Linked DNA regions of Anas platyrhynchos: region 1 is linked to region 2. A link is a contact called in public Hi-C data. All regions are on one chromosome and are shown on one strand. The core of a region is the stretch at or near the end of the contact, and the rest is flanking DNA. Distances in the headings are between cores, read along the strand shown.

Region 1 (7,361 bases), core at 2,235-4,734, 60 kb after region 2:
GAGAGTTTTGATCCCCACCTTGAAGTGCTTAATGCTGAACTCCTCATCCCTGGTAAAATCATCACAGTATAGACAGTCCTGGTGTTTTCGAGGATTTAAACCTCCATCAGTGGCTGGAGTCCCTGGTGTTTGTAGCTACAGAAGACACTGTCACTAGGACATCGTCAAGACTAAGCCCTGCAAGTAGTCGTTTTACCCCTAAGTCTTTTCACAGCATGAGTGAGTTTCACTATAAAAATCTAGGATGATTCCCTGAAGGAACTGGAATTTCTGGGTGTTGCAGAGTCCTTATTAGGAAATTGGGAAGATACACTGATGAGTGTGCCTGTTTAAAATCAGATAGTAAAAGAGTTCCCACCATTATTCTCCTTCTGGGAGGATTGTTTGTTAACTAAGTTGGTGTTTTAAATTAGAGTGAAGTGGAAAAAAGCAAGTAAGCAAATGGTTTTCTTGAAGTTTAGGTATTTGCAGTATTGAGAAAAATGATCATTGGATAACTCCTCTTTGAACTGGTACCAATGTATCAGTAGATTTTGGGGCTCAACTTTTCTATTTCCTTCTCCTTTTGTGAATCTGAATTTAATTAACTCTTTTCTACACGTGTCCTAGCGGCTTTATATTTATTTATTTATTTTTCAGCATTGCCCTGCATAGCATAACCACATAGTTTTGTTACCAAGAGAATGTAACAACAATAGGCCCATATCACGCTGTTTTAATGTCCCAAATTAGACTTTGTTGTAATTGGTCTGACACAATCCGAGCAGAACGAAATCTCTTGCATGGGCAAAAAGTCTTGTTATAGTTCTAACAAACTTTTTAAGCTATCTTTTGTTTTTTTTGTATCTTTAGTTGTGAAACTCCAGAGTAGGTGTTAAATGGCCAAGGGGTACCAGTCCCATCTTGTAGCCCCTGGTGTTTATGCTCATCCTCTGTTGTAAGTCTGTGTGAAATACCAGCATTGCGGTGGATTTGGTGTTTTTATGTCCTTCGTGACTGTGACTTGTGGGCTCTCAGCTCCCTACTTTATTACAAAGCAGAAACAGCATGGAAGATGTGGAACATGTACCTTAGCTGGGGGGCTGGCAAGTCATGGGCAGCGTGTCTCCAGCCTGTTTGCCGTGCAGTGTTCCCCTAATAGGCAGACCTCCTTGAAGCATGGCCTAGGGAGCTTTGGAAAGCATCTCAGATGGAAATGCCAGGCAGTTGTTTTGCACTTGTTAGCAGCTTTTATCCGGAAGCTTTAATAGCATCACTGCGAAGTGTTGTTTAACAACTGGCTTCTTTGACAACCGTGGCTCTATTGGTAATGAGGGAGCTTATCTTATGAAAGTGCTGCAAAGAAATCAAGGAAAGGGGGGCCGTGGGTAAATTGCTTTAATGCAACTTTTGTTTAATAGAGGGCTGAGTTTGTACAATGGGTGGATTAGCAGATGAGATTCCCCCTTACTTCTCCAGTAATTCTTTGGAGAGGGTCTTGACTCCAACCATCTATCCAAAAAAGAGTCTGTTCCCCTTTCTGTAAGTTTTGGACACTAATGACAGTGATGAGTAAAGAAAAACAGTCCGTCCAGATGCACACTTTCTAACACAGTCATTAGGTTTCAGGCAAGCAAACGTTGGAGAGAAAAAAAAAATGCTCTCCAGCAATTGTAATTAAGGGAAGAGCACCAAATACCTGTAGCAATATGTCAGGATTTTGAAATAATGTTGCGTCATGTTTTACCTGAAACTTCATTAATGATAGCATAGATGGCCTCTTTATCTTGCCAGCATCTGCCCTATTACTGGTTAAGACTAAGGGCCAGGCATGTGGAGTAATTCTGTTGAAATAGTTGTTTTTATGTTTCATGCAACTGACAACAAAATCTGGCCTCTGGAATTTACGATCGCCCAACCGAAGTAGCTTGGAGCTCACTGTGGGGTTTATTCTCCTGTAACGCAACAAAGGCAAGCTGCTAAACGCAGCCTACAGGAAAACTGCCTCGTGTTGAGCTGAGCATCCATAAGAGCTCAAACGTCTCTGAGGCTGTAGTTCAGGGTCACGTTTCACCTTTGCATTTGTTGCTCAGCATCGGAGGGAACGGCAAGGTGAGGCCAGGGGCTTCCGACTTGTGAGCGTGGGTGGCCTGTTCCTAAGCAGCTGGCGATTCAGGAGGTAAAGATAATCAAGAACTAATAAGTTGGTGGACTGACTTTCTTCCTTTAGGACCCCTACCTTCTATTAGCAACATGGAAAAGGTTAAAAATCAGCTGCTCTGTGTCCACATTGAATTGCTATTTGCAGGAGGCTGCTCTGGGGAGCTGCATTTGAATGCTGAGGCTGGTGGCTGCTGAAGTGTTCACCATACAGATGCTTTGGGTGGCCGAATGTCCACCTTACTTCGCAGATCCCGAGGGTGCTGAGGCAGATCATGTTTCTCCTCAGGGCAGTGACAGAGTGTGCTGTTTTAACTCCCAATAACTTATAGCTTCCAGGGCATTGTAAGAAACTAGGAGGAAGTGATGCATCCTGGAAAACACTGAGTGAGCGTGGAAGCACGATGCTGCAGTTGCCAGAAAACAGAGCATGCCGAAGCCCGCCGGGAGGATTCACATTGGAGGCAGCAGCTCTGCTGGGTCTCATCCAGCCCTATCTGCTGTCTGTTACCAGCTGGGGAAATCGGTGTGGTGTGGCACTGGGGTTGTTGACTCCAGTCCACAGTTTCTTGGCCATGCTCTTCGGGCTGGACCCAACCAGTTGCGCAGCGCGACTTCACCGCCCCAGCCGGGATGCGGTCAGTGCAAATCGGGCCGGTGGCAGTCGGCCGCCCATTGTTTGAAGAAGCAGTTTCTTCCCTCATGCAGCCACCTGAAACGAGCTCATGTGAGGCTTGATTTTATCAGCCCTGAGCTTTTCTTTTGTTAGCTGGCATTGTGTTCTTGCTAGGTGTTTCACTGGCTCCTTTTCCAGAAGAGTTAGATCTATGCAGATTTTGTGTCCAGGCTGGGACAAAAGAAAACTTTTCCATTGTCTGTCCACTGATGAAATGAGTTTAAAAAAGAAAAAGAAAAAAAAAGAAAAAGATTTCAGTGTACTGATTCTGCCTTCCCAAAGAGCTGAGTGGGAACGAGGGAAGAAGTAAAATACATTGCATGGGTGCAGAACATGCCTTTTGCTTCCTGGCTGTGATTTGGATAAATAATGTGTGTGCATCATGCTTTGCTCATGAATTTCCGTCCATCTGCAGTCAATGTCAAACTTGTGTCTTCCCCTGTCATCACATACCAGTGCTCAGAAGCGTGATGTCCTCTTTTTTTTGTCCTCCTGCAGGGGATATTCATTTCAGCCCATGCTAGGAGCTCTCCTTCCCTTTCTGGCGGAGCCATTTCCACTTTCTCCTGTTATGGCTGTTGTTGCCTTTGCTCTTACAGCAGTCGCTTCCAACTCTGTGCACTCTGTGCTTGCATTCCTCCTCCCCTTTCGTCCTCCCTTGGAGCTGCAGGGAGATAGGTTAGGGAAAAGGGGAGGAGAGGAAAAGTTGTTTGTCCCAATCCAGACAACCTTATCTTTGTCATATTGTGAAAACACTTTGGCAATTTCTTTGTCAGCATTTAAAAGCATGTAATTAAAACCACTTCCAATTTAGCAAATTTTAGTTGAACATAAAGTATCATTTAAAACAGTTCCGTTTTGGTCACTTCATTTCCTTTCGGTCCCTGCTGTCTCTTGTGGGATGTTGCTTGAAAAGGCTGTCATCCGCCTGTCCTCTTCAGGGTGTCCAGAACTCCCCATGGCACTGCTTCTCAATGACACAATATTTACAGTCAAGGGAAGCTGGCATGAGCTGAGCACTTTGCCCACAAGCCTGAAGTCCCACAGGTTGGCACTGCCCAGCTGCAGAGGGGGTAAAGCTGTCTGCAGGACTGCCTCTTGTAAGAAGCAGTGAGAGCTGAGGTTGACATCCCTTCTGCGATAGCATTAGCATTAGAGGAGGTGGGCTGTGCGTCTCTTTCAGGAGTGGTTTTAATGACAGTATTGCTTGCTGTTTTTTCTCGAGCAAACACACAATGTGTTCGTAAGGCTGTTTGCAGGCACCCAGGATGTCGCCTCGTCAGAGAAGATGATGATATTTTGGACCTTGGCTGTGACCTGACAATGTTCAGAGAGGGACGGCAAGATCAGGGTCTTGAGAGTAAGCGGTGTGGGCTGTCCTGTAGCTGTCCCTGTCAGGCACTGACTCTCTGAAGAGGGACATGGGCTTTCAGTATTTATAAGCCCTTGGTTTCTCATACAAACTGCAGTAGTTTTCTAGGAGTACAGTCTTAAAATCCAGCCTGTCTGTTCTTCCACTGCCTAGCTTGTAATGGCAGGAAGAGTCACTGGAGATGTGTCCTGTGATTTACAGAGGTGCCTTTAGAACTTCACGTTAATGCTACCAACCATAACACACAAAATAACTTGCCCTCGCTGTGCTCAATTAAATCTGCAGATACTCTTTCTTTATTTATTGAGACCAGCTATGTCCATCGGTGCCAAGTGCTCATCTTGCACAGATGCAAGTGGCTGTGCTTGGACAGATGTAATAGAAAGTCAGGTCTAGACTGTTAAATACTTTATTAATATAACTTAATCTCACTGCCAGTAGCGCTCCCAGTGTAATGGATTGTGATGGCTTCAGACATTGTTGTGCCCTGTCTTGTCACCATATTGTTTGAGGAGAGAGACTTTTGTATGTTTTATTTTTTTTTTCCTGTAGCTGAGAGCACAACAGCCCCTTCTCTACTTAGGTGTCTGCTACCACCAGAGCTTCCCCCTCCCCAGCAAACAATAAGCTCTTTCTTCCCAATCCAAAGACGGAGTTTAGATTATTCCAAACACTCCTGTGTGCTAAGGGGCATTCAACTAATAAATATGCGACTGTATTCCCTCTGACGAACCTAATAGTTTTGAGACCTTCCAGTACGATTATTCTCTCCTACTGAAGGAAGGAATGGCTTCCCATTTAATTTTGGCTCTAAACCCCCTTCCGATAGTGGTATTTCTAAGACAGTTAAATCCAAGCTATCTGAGCACCAAGCCTTGGGATACCCGTGCGGATACGCCGTACAATGCCTAACATATGCTTAGCGTGTGCATTTTAGCCATATGACAGTGTTCTTAGCCAAGTCAATTTTATGTTCATTTTTTTAATTACCATTCTGCGAGACACAGTTTCATATGTTGTACTAAATTTCCAAGTGTCTGGTCTCTGTTACACTGCTGTTCTCGTCTGTTAAATAGGCAATTTCTTTGGGTAACAACACCAGAAATAAATGATTTGAGTTTGGCTAAGGCAGCAGGATTCTTGACAGCGATGCACGTTGGTTTGGCCCATATCTCTCTAAGGGTGAATGAAATACTTACACATAACACTTAATTCAAAATGCTAGTGGTCTTGTGGGGAGTGGTAGGGGGGAAGAGGGAGTGCCCTCGCAAGGCACAGCAGAATGAATGCGTTGTCTCTACTGCAACCCACAGGCAGAGATAGTGGCTGCAGTCTGCTCGCACCCTTCGAAAGGCTCTGGTCTGCGTTGCTGCAGCCCCCACTGTCCTCCTGCTGAAGTTTGCTGCTGCACCGCTACGTCTGGGGACAAGGCGGTGATGCAAGGAGCCAGCAAATCTGCTCCGGGAGACCATGCGCTCCCCGTAAGGGTTAGGAAATGCTGTGAATTTTTACATCAGCCAACCGCATACCCCGAGTGACCTTGGCAGCTCTTCCTTCATTCCTCTGGGGAAGCGGGTGAAGCTCAGCCTCCTTGCACTGGCTGCAGTATGATGAGTGTGTGCACGGGTCTCGTGCTGCAGCGTGGCCTTTCCTTTATGTTTCCTATATTTTTGCTACTCCAGCTCTGTCCATGTCTCTCTGGATGTATGAATTCAGTTCCTGTGAGGAAGGCCTACAAAGGCGGTGGCAGTCAGGGCTAGGATAGTGGCTCTCCAGCGACTTTAATCCCATGTGTTCCCCATATGAGTTTATAGTATTTAATATAAACTTACTTTTGCAATTTAAACACTAGACCTGCTTCTCCTGCTTGTGAGACGTTGCGGACAGCTCTGGGATACGCTTCTGCTTTCTGCTAACCAGTGTCAGCGCAGTTTTGGCTTCCCCCATTTTCTCCTGTGGAGCTCAATTTGGCAGGATTTCAGCAGGGAACGTAGGGGGCCTGGGAGGCCCTTGGGTAAGGGGACATCGGGGGACACTGGTGTACCTCCGTGGTGGTCACAAACTGGAGAGCCAGCCTTACAGGTGGAGATAAAACTGGCACCTGAGTGAGTTTTACTGTCATAACTTCACTTTTCCTTTCAGTAAGAAGGCGTCCATCATCTTGTTGGAAACCTTTCCTTTTTTCCACACACAATTTATTTCTGGTGTGGCTCAGTTTAGAGTTTTGTGGTACGCCTCTTTGCCATTTCTCTTGTTTTTCCTGCTCCGTCTCAAAAACTGTTCTTAAAAATATAAGGGAAAAACTCAGCCCTCTCCTTCCTACTCCTTTAAGTAATCGTTTTGGGTATTGCATGATGGTTTTAATTAAAACCCTTATTTATATGATTTTTATAATAGCCGTGGGTTCTCCCCACTCTGTGCACACTAATCTAGCCCGGTTGTAAATTACAGCACTCGCACATTAAAATAAATTGCAGTGACACAGGGCCTTGGCAGCACTGCTAGAGGCTCTTCTGAATCCACTGGGGTCTTTGTTGCATGTTTTAACATCTCTGTTATTTGCTGGGTTTCCAGGATGTCGAGCGGGATGCCCTCCTCCAGCAGTTACGGGGTTTATGTGGGGAAGTTTTGTTAAGGAGGTTTTTGGAAAGGGAGAACAGGAGGGTAATCATTATTGTATAGCGTTTGATGATCCTTATGGAAATGCCGTAGGGAAGAAGGCAGAAGAACGTGCTGTTGGCCTGCGAGGAGATGGATCTGTGTGGCTTTCTGTTTGAGCAGCAGCAACGTGGGAGGGTGGGGTGCCACCGGGATCCCCCACCCAAGGGAGCTGCAGTTAGGGCTGGGGTTCAGCAGGGTGCTAAAGGTGCTAAACTGTGTTCCTCATGTGAGATCTGTGGGACTGCTCATGTGCTTGAATAGCTCGCTGAATTTGGATGTACATATCACCCTGCCGGCTGCAAACGCGACCTACAAAGCGATGCCAAATCATTAATCAAGCAACGCCAAGCGCATCCTATGCTGCCTTCTCCTCTCCCCGCACCACGGTGTTAGGCCTACTTTACAAAGGCCTCTTTTGTAGCCTAGTGGCTCGTGAAGGGCATTCATCAAAAAAATGATTACAACCGCATAAATATAATGCAATAAAAGCTAATAGTTTCTCATGCTGGGAAG
Region 2 (7,006 bases), core at 3,260-5,759:
GGGAGAACAGCCGGGGAAAGAGATGCAGTGTTCAGTCAGGATGGCAGAGGAGAGCTGCGCCGTCTCAGCGGTTAGCACTAATGGCTGTGGAAGGCTAAAATGACAAAAAGATGTACTAACTGCTATTAGGAGAACAGCACAGTGTAAATGAACCAATAAGAGAAACATATGGAGCAGAAAGAAGGTGTAGTATTTTTCTTAAAACTATTGATCTTTCAAATTGAGAAGGAAATATATCTAAATTGAAAATAGCATTTGGTTATTGTGCTTTTTTTTTTTTTTTTTTTAACTGACTGCCACAAAAATTGCGGGGGATTTTTTGATTTATTTTTTTTCCAACTTCTCGTGTGTTATTTTTCCTTTTAGAAGATTTGTCAAAATGCAAGCGGGGTGACGTTCTTGTCTTTTTTTTTTTTTTTTTTTTTTTAATTATACTTTAAATAGAGGGTAGGGATTGAGGACTTCCTCGCAGATTGTTCTTCGTGGCATGATTGCTTTGTGGGCTGTATTTAATGTGTACTTGTTCAGAGGTTTTCCAGTTATGGCTTTCCTTATTTTAAAAGAAAATTAATCACAGCGTCATGCAGGCGGATTGATTGACATATTCCAGAGGATGTAGATGTTGTATAATAATGGCCTAAGAGGCTGTCACTGCTTATTTACTGATTTAATACCTAAAATGTGTGTGCTCGGCAGTTGTCAAATACCGAGGAGGATACAAGTGAGCAATCTCACAAAGGAATTGCTTTGGCACGACAGAGGCTTGAACAATGAATTTACTTGACTCTGTAGTTTGTGGTCTTCAGTGGGTTCCAGCAAAGCTAAGCCACATGCACATGTTCTGTCTCATTTTCAATGACAAAAAAAAAATTAAAAAATTCCTCGTGTTAGTTTCTTAAGGTCATTTCCACAAAACTTTGAAGTAGTGTATAAAGAGGCAACACTTTTTGCATCCCTCTTTGGCTGTGCATGCATCGCTGTGTATCTGCATTCTTCCCTCGCGTCGTCGCAGTGGGCTGTGCTACTTCTGCAGCAGCTTCTGGCAGCAAATAGCATGGAAAAGGGAAATATTTGCCTCTCAGCAGTGCCAGCTGGAAGCCCTGTCCCAAGGTATGGGCGTCTCAGCTTTGGCTTTTGAGGTCAGATAGTGGTTTTGTGACACCTGCAGGTGCTGCTAATAGATGATGGAGAGAAATAACTGGCTGCTGCTGTGTAGAATTTAGAGAATCGTGTAGTAATTCCTTGTTTCTGGTACACATGAAAGCTGTGTGGTAACAAAAGTGCTTCTGCAGGACTTCGTTTAAAGGACAGGGAAAATAGTCTTCATCTTCAGTCATCTTGTACTTCAAAGCATGTTAATTTTGGAAAGCGTGATTTCATGTTGAAATCTGTTAAATCTAAGCTATTAAAATCTTTTTCAAACAATTTTCTTTCAGTGCTTGGGCCTCGGGATGGGTAGCATTTCCGCATAATGGAGAGAGGCCTGCCTGCCTTTTTGGGAAGGCAGGTAGTCCTTGTTCCCATCCTGTCCAGAAAGTCCATTTAGTCTCAGCGAGACTGCGTTGAGAAAGCTTGCTTTAAGGGGATCAAAGAGATCATGCTCCGAGTTGTTTAAAAGGCCTCAGGCCTAATGCATGTGTCCATCGAGTCGTGTGGATGTGGTGTTCTGTCAAAGGGGGGGGGGGGTTTATCCCTTTTCTTACATCCACCTCAGCACTAATAGCCAAAGGAGCTGTGGCTCCGAGCATACTGCTATTGCTTAAAAGGGGGTCTGTGCATATGTCGGTCCTTCCAGAGAGTTCGGAGGAATCAGGATTGAAACGACAACGCCTGGCATGCTCCGCGTGTCCCACGAGCCCATTCCTGGCGCAGCCGCTGCGGACGAGCCCCGCTGCTCGGCCCTCCCCTGCGCTGGGGATCAGCGGGGACAGCCAAAGCTCCGGGGACTTCGTGGTAGCTACTCTTACATTGTCAACACTTCCTCTTCTAATCCCTGTTCTGAGAATAACCAAATATTCAGACTTAGCAACTGTTTTTCCTGCCTAGTAACTTCATCTCCCACAATGTCTGCCTTTGAGAATGCGTCTGGACTGCCTAGCGCACCACTCCGTGTGTGTGGTTTTTTTTTCCCCTTGTGGGTCATTCTTTTTTAAGTCTGCAAAACCAGCATGCCAGCTGCTGTGCTTTAGAATTGCTTAATACTTTTATTTAATTATTAAAAATACATATTTTTAACTTGAAGTGCAAACAAGAGGAATCAAGGGTCTTTTGGTGTCCTGATGTGTGTGCATTACAAGGACCGCTGGGCTTATACTTCATTCAAGAAGTGGTGACCTTTTAATTAGGTGGTCGTCAGCTGGGTACTAGATGCTGACATAGGATTTGCTCTTATTTTGGAGACTACAGACTGTATCAAATGTGTGTATCATAATAAGGTAACGTGTATCTTGTGACTGTCCATTAAGAAAAACAGTTCAGCTGATAAGGGTGTCAGACACAAACAAGGCTGTTTAAAATGAGAGAGGAAGGGTGCAGGAGATGTTGAACCCAACGGGTTCAGATGGCTTCTGAGCATTACAGAAATCCTGCTTGACCTTGGGGCTGGTTGTCTCTGCTTCGGTTTGGACATCTATGAAATGGGAGTTAGTGCTTGTTAATACCATTCCAGAGGTGGAATATTTTGGAAAATGGGCTCTCCTGAGGTGGAATGGACTTTGGAGGAGTGTGGTTAGAATAAATAAGAGCTGGATAAAATGAAAGAAATTAAAAAGCACTTCTGAAGTATGTTATTTACTTATTTATTTATTTTAAATATCCCCTTCCACTGAAGTTTTTTTTTCTTTTCCCCTTTAACTTCCTAACAAAATCCCATGTAAAAGCATAAGCTGCTGAATGATTATGCTGGCTGACAGTTTCTAAGGATGGGAGCTGTGTATTTGGACTTCTCTTTTTTTTTTTTTTTTCTCCTCAATGCTGATTGTGTTCAATAATTATGTATATGAAAGAATTTTCATTATAGCATTGTGGTTTCATGTTCTCAGAAGGGTTTGGAATGGGATAGCCAAGCCAGATTGCATGACACATTTCAGGCTTTGTTTCTTCCTGACCACATGCACATTTTATTTTATTTTTTCCACTTAGAGTTTGAGCAAAAATTGTATTGATTTTAGCCATCTCATGGAAAATCCTAGTCAAAGTCAGTAGGGATATACTCTGTTGGATATGTTGGATTTTTAAAATGCAGTTTTAGTAAAGGGGATTTGTTTCTGTGCTACCTTTCCTGCTGCAGCTCCTTATAGTAGAATTTCCCACTGTCACTTTCTGTTGAAACACTGCTGTTTCCTTCTGTATGTAAAGAGAGGAAGGAGAAATGGTTTTGAACTTTACAAACAATTTTGAGGGAATGGGGGATTTTTATTTTTCCCAGTGGAAAAGGAAAAAAAAACAAACAAACAAACAAACAAAAAAAAAAACCAAGAAAATGAGTATTTTGAAATTACAAGAATGAAATTAATATTTTTGAAATTACAAGAAAATGAATATAAGTATTGAGCCATATGTACTGCCAAGGACTTTCAGTCCTATAAGAGACTGTGCTCAGGCACAATACCTGTATTTTTGTCCTCAAGATTGGTCTTTGAATTCAAGCAGATTTTATCATTTCTAAGCATTATTTTGGAGCAGATTGCAGATTTTTTTTGTGTTGGCCAAACCTGTGATAATTTTAAGATGTTTGAGTCCCATTTTTATAACAATATAATATGCCTATTTTTAAAGGTGATGAACTATTATTCTACCAATTTAGCATTTGTAGAGCTGTGTCTAATGAAATCTCAGCAACAGGGCTGTGAATTTTACCTCAGTAATGTGTGAACTTCAAAGTCTGTGTGATGCTGTAGTGTTTTTCTTTCTTTTATTTTCTTTCTTTTTTTTTTCCTACTATCAAGGAACAAACAAGTAGAAATGCAAAAGAAAAAAACAAAACCCTAACCACACAACATGTGAAGGAATAGACTAGCGAATAGTTCCAACAACAGTATCAGTGTTCATCTGCTTTTCATATCTAGTGTTTTCCCATCTTCTGACTTTTGTTCTAAATGGTGTATTTTAAAATGGAAAAGAAAAACATGTTCTAAGCATGCAGTGTGAGCAATGCTGATAGGGTAAGCTCGTTGGTTGATTTATTTGAAAAAGTTCAAGCTAGGTTGTGTGTATTTAAGACAACTTTTTGCATTCGTCATATTTAAAGGTGCCTTACAAGTATTGTTTTCTTTTTTTTTTTTTTTTTAACACTAATCTGTGGTTAGATGCAGTGACTGAGGTCTGTGTTATGTTATGGTTTTCCTTTTGATCAATATGCAAAATATTGGTTGCATTGGTGTGTGAATTGAGGGGAACCAAATGAATCGGTTTGCAGTCAAAAACCACATGCAAAGTACGTAGGGTTTTGATTTCTGCTTTAGTGGTTCTGTTATCATTGTTATTTACAGCGAGAGTGGCTTTTTATCTCAGAGTTTGTGCTCTTTAGCCTACTTTCCAATTGAGTTCTTGGTTTTGTGGTTTTTATCAGCAACCTTCAGAGTAGCTTCTAGAGTTGTTAACTTTGCTCTTTGCAAGTCCCACTGCTCGTTAGATCTTTAGGCGAGATAAGAAAAACTGCTTGAGAATTACTGTAGGGTAAAATAGCTCCCCTTGACCACCACATGAACTGGATGGAGACTGAACATCTCCCCTTCAGGAAAGATACGTCTGACTTAGTCTGTTGAGTAGCTTGAAACTGGTGAAGCTTTTTTTTTTTTTTTTTTTTTTTCTCAGAATCCTGTGTATGTGAATTATTTCACTGAGTTGGGATGTAATTATGACTTTCTTTTTTTTTTTTTTTAAATAATAATTATTAAACTTTTAATACAAGAAACTCTTTGGATTTTACTTACTTCTAGTAATGCTTTTGCTTCCTATTGCCTATACACAATACATACTGAAGGAAAAAAAAATATCGTGACCCTTGAATTTCCCAACTGAAAATTGGTGAATGAGGGGAAGTGAAGAACTACTGCTTTTTAAATTTGCAAAGCATCAAAATCTTTGTGTGTTTGAAAGCAGTGGAAACCTCTTCCTGAAGGTGAAAACTAATGTTTTTTTCCCTAGCATCATGCACCCCAGAACTTGTGTACGAAACACGAAGTACTATCAGCCCTGTGATAAAATTGAGAAATGACAACTCTGTTTGTCCCCATCAATAACCTTAGAGTCAGTAGGGAAAGATTTTTGCACCCAAAAGAAACCAAAAACTGGATCTAACCTACTCGATTCATTCACTATTTCCCTCCGTCACCTTCATATACTGTGCAGGATTGCAGCCACTGGTAGACCAGCCGTTGAAGGACAATGTTTTACTGTACAGCTCTCCAATTTCATCAGACTCTCCATGATGATACTGTAAAGAGGACTAAAGCTATCAACTCATTATTGAAGAACTAATAATGCTGACTGGTTTAACGTGTGATGTGACCATAAACACCTTCTTAGAAGGCTTTGTCTTCTGATTGATATCTTCCTGAAAAGTAGGAGAGGCTTTTATCTAGTGCACATGAATTGCCCCTAGCAAAGCACAGACGATTCCAGAAGGGCAATGTGATTTCCTGAGAACATGCTGGAGTGATCAAGGTGGCCCATGTATAGTTGACACGGGTTGGGTGGTGGAGGGCATACGAAGACATAATTTATCTCCATGGGGTAGGAAAACAAAAGACTACACAGAAAACGAGCTGTGGAATTATTCATCTTATTGATAGGCATGAAATTAGTGGCAGCAAGAGGAGGAAATCTGTTGCCAGTTTTATACTACTTCACTGCGCGTCTGTTTCTTTTGTTTGCAAGGAATTCTCCTGTACTTGAAGACTTTATTTTCGTTTTACAGCTCGCCACGCTCTGTGGGCCTTGGGAACATGGTCTGTTGGTGATGTAGCATTGCTTTCATTAGAGCGAGAGTATGGTTTATAGGCACAGTAAACACCTTCTGATGGTTCGTTCCAATTAATAAGTGTATAACCCCCCGTGTGCTGTAGAAGGTGATTTTACTTGATCTTTTGTGATTAGTGGTGAGAAACGTAGTTTTATATATACAAACCCATTTTATAAATTGCAGACTATATTTAATTAGCATTATGCACCCACGGCCACCTCATCTACACTTCTGCTAATCCATCTCTCCGAGACTCCACCGCCCCAAACAGCCCAGTGTCTTCAGCCAGCATTTACGGATTAATAAATCTGCCAGGAAAGCATTCCCTCTTTATCTGTTTGTCCGTGGAAATACCCCCCAAATGTTAACTCTGACCACAAGCCCGAGACGAGCAATTTTTATGTCTCAGCTGCTGGCAGCTTTTCCTGTGGCTATAAGTGCCATGGCTTCTGAAACCTGATGCCTCAGCCTCCCCTACTAGAAACAGGAGTTTTATTCCCCTGGCAAGGGGAGTGTCCCAGTGTTCCAGCGGAGCAAATTCAGCTCATTTGTTTCCTTCGTCACTTCGTAGTGACCAGACTTGAGATGGCTCGGTGCTTGGTATGTAGACGTTCTCTGCTACGCTGTAGGAAGTTCCTCTGCTGCTTCCTCAGGGATGCTTGCTGTAGCTGGAACCTAGATTACTCTTTGGGGAGGAGATTGAGGAAACTTGTTCTGTGTTACCGACTTCCCCATGTGTTACCCGCTCAGAGAGGCAATGCGTTACTTAGCTTAGACACCTATACTGCAATTCACAGGTCTCTCATTTAAATCTTTTCCCTTTTCTGTGCCTCTCTTTTTCCCTCCCATCTGTTTTTTTGGGCAGGGTCAGTCTTTCTCACTCTCTTGTTTGTACAGTACCTAGCACAAAAGGACTCTGTTCTCTGTTGGTGCCTTTGGGCACTGCTCTTATACAAATAAAAGGGTATAAAGTTTGCATCAAACTTTTTTTGTAACCCGTCTTGCACAACAAACTGCCTGTGCCAATCTGCATAATGCAGC

Evidence for each region. A called contact is a pair of places that touch in the nucleus more often than the background predicts.
Region 1: a contact with region 2 is called in a Hi-C map of liver, with 2.0 times the contacts expected there. The contact joins two enhancer-like sites. A contact is called at or near these places in 2 of 8 Hi-C or Micro-C datasets (F5 follicle and liver).

What each region holds. Positions count from the first base shown.
Region 1 is chr6:32,235,972-32,243,332 of IASCAAS_PekinDuck_T2T, forward strand. All of the region lies in intron 3 of TCF7L2 (transcription factor 7 like 2), which reads left to right. Among named protein-coding and RNA genes, the nearest start is that of TCF7L2, 90 kb to the left of the region's middle. Within about 2 kb of position 3,485, at least 4 of the 8 cell types and tissues checked have an H3K27ac peak or open chromatin away from gene starts, as enhancers often do. A contact at or near this core is called in F5 follicle, where this site is marked.
Region 2 is chr6:32,174,757-32,181,762 of IASCAAS_PekinDuck_T2T, forward strand. The region is part of intron 3 of TCF7L2 (transcription factor 7 like 2); the gene reads left to right. Among named protein-coding and RNA genes, the nearest start is that of TCF7L2, 28 kb to the left of the region's middle. Within about 2 kb of position 4,510, at least 2 of the 8 cell types and tissues checked have an H3K27ac peak or open chromatin away from gene starts, as enhancers often do. A contact at or near this core is called in F5 follicle, where this site is marked.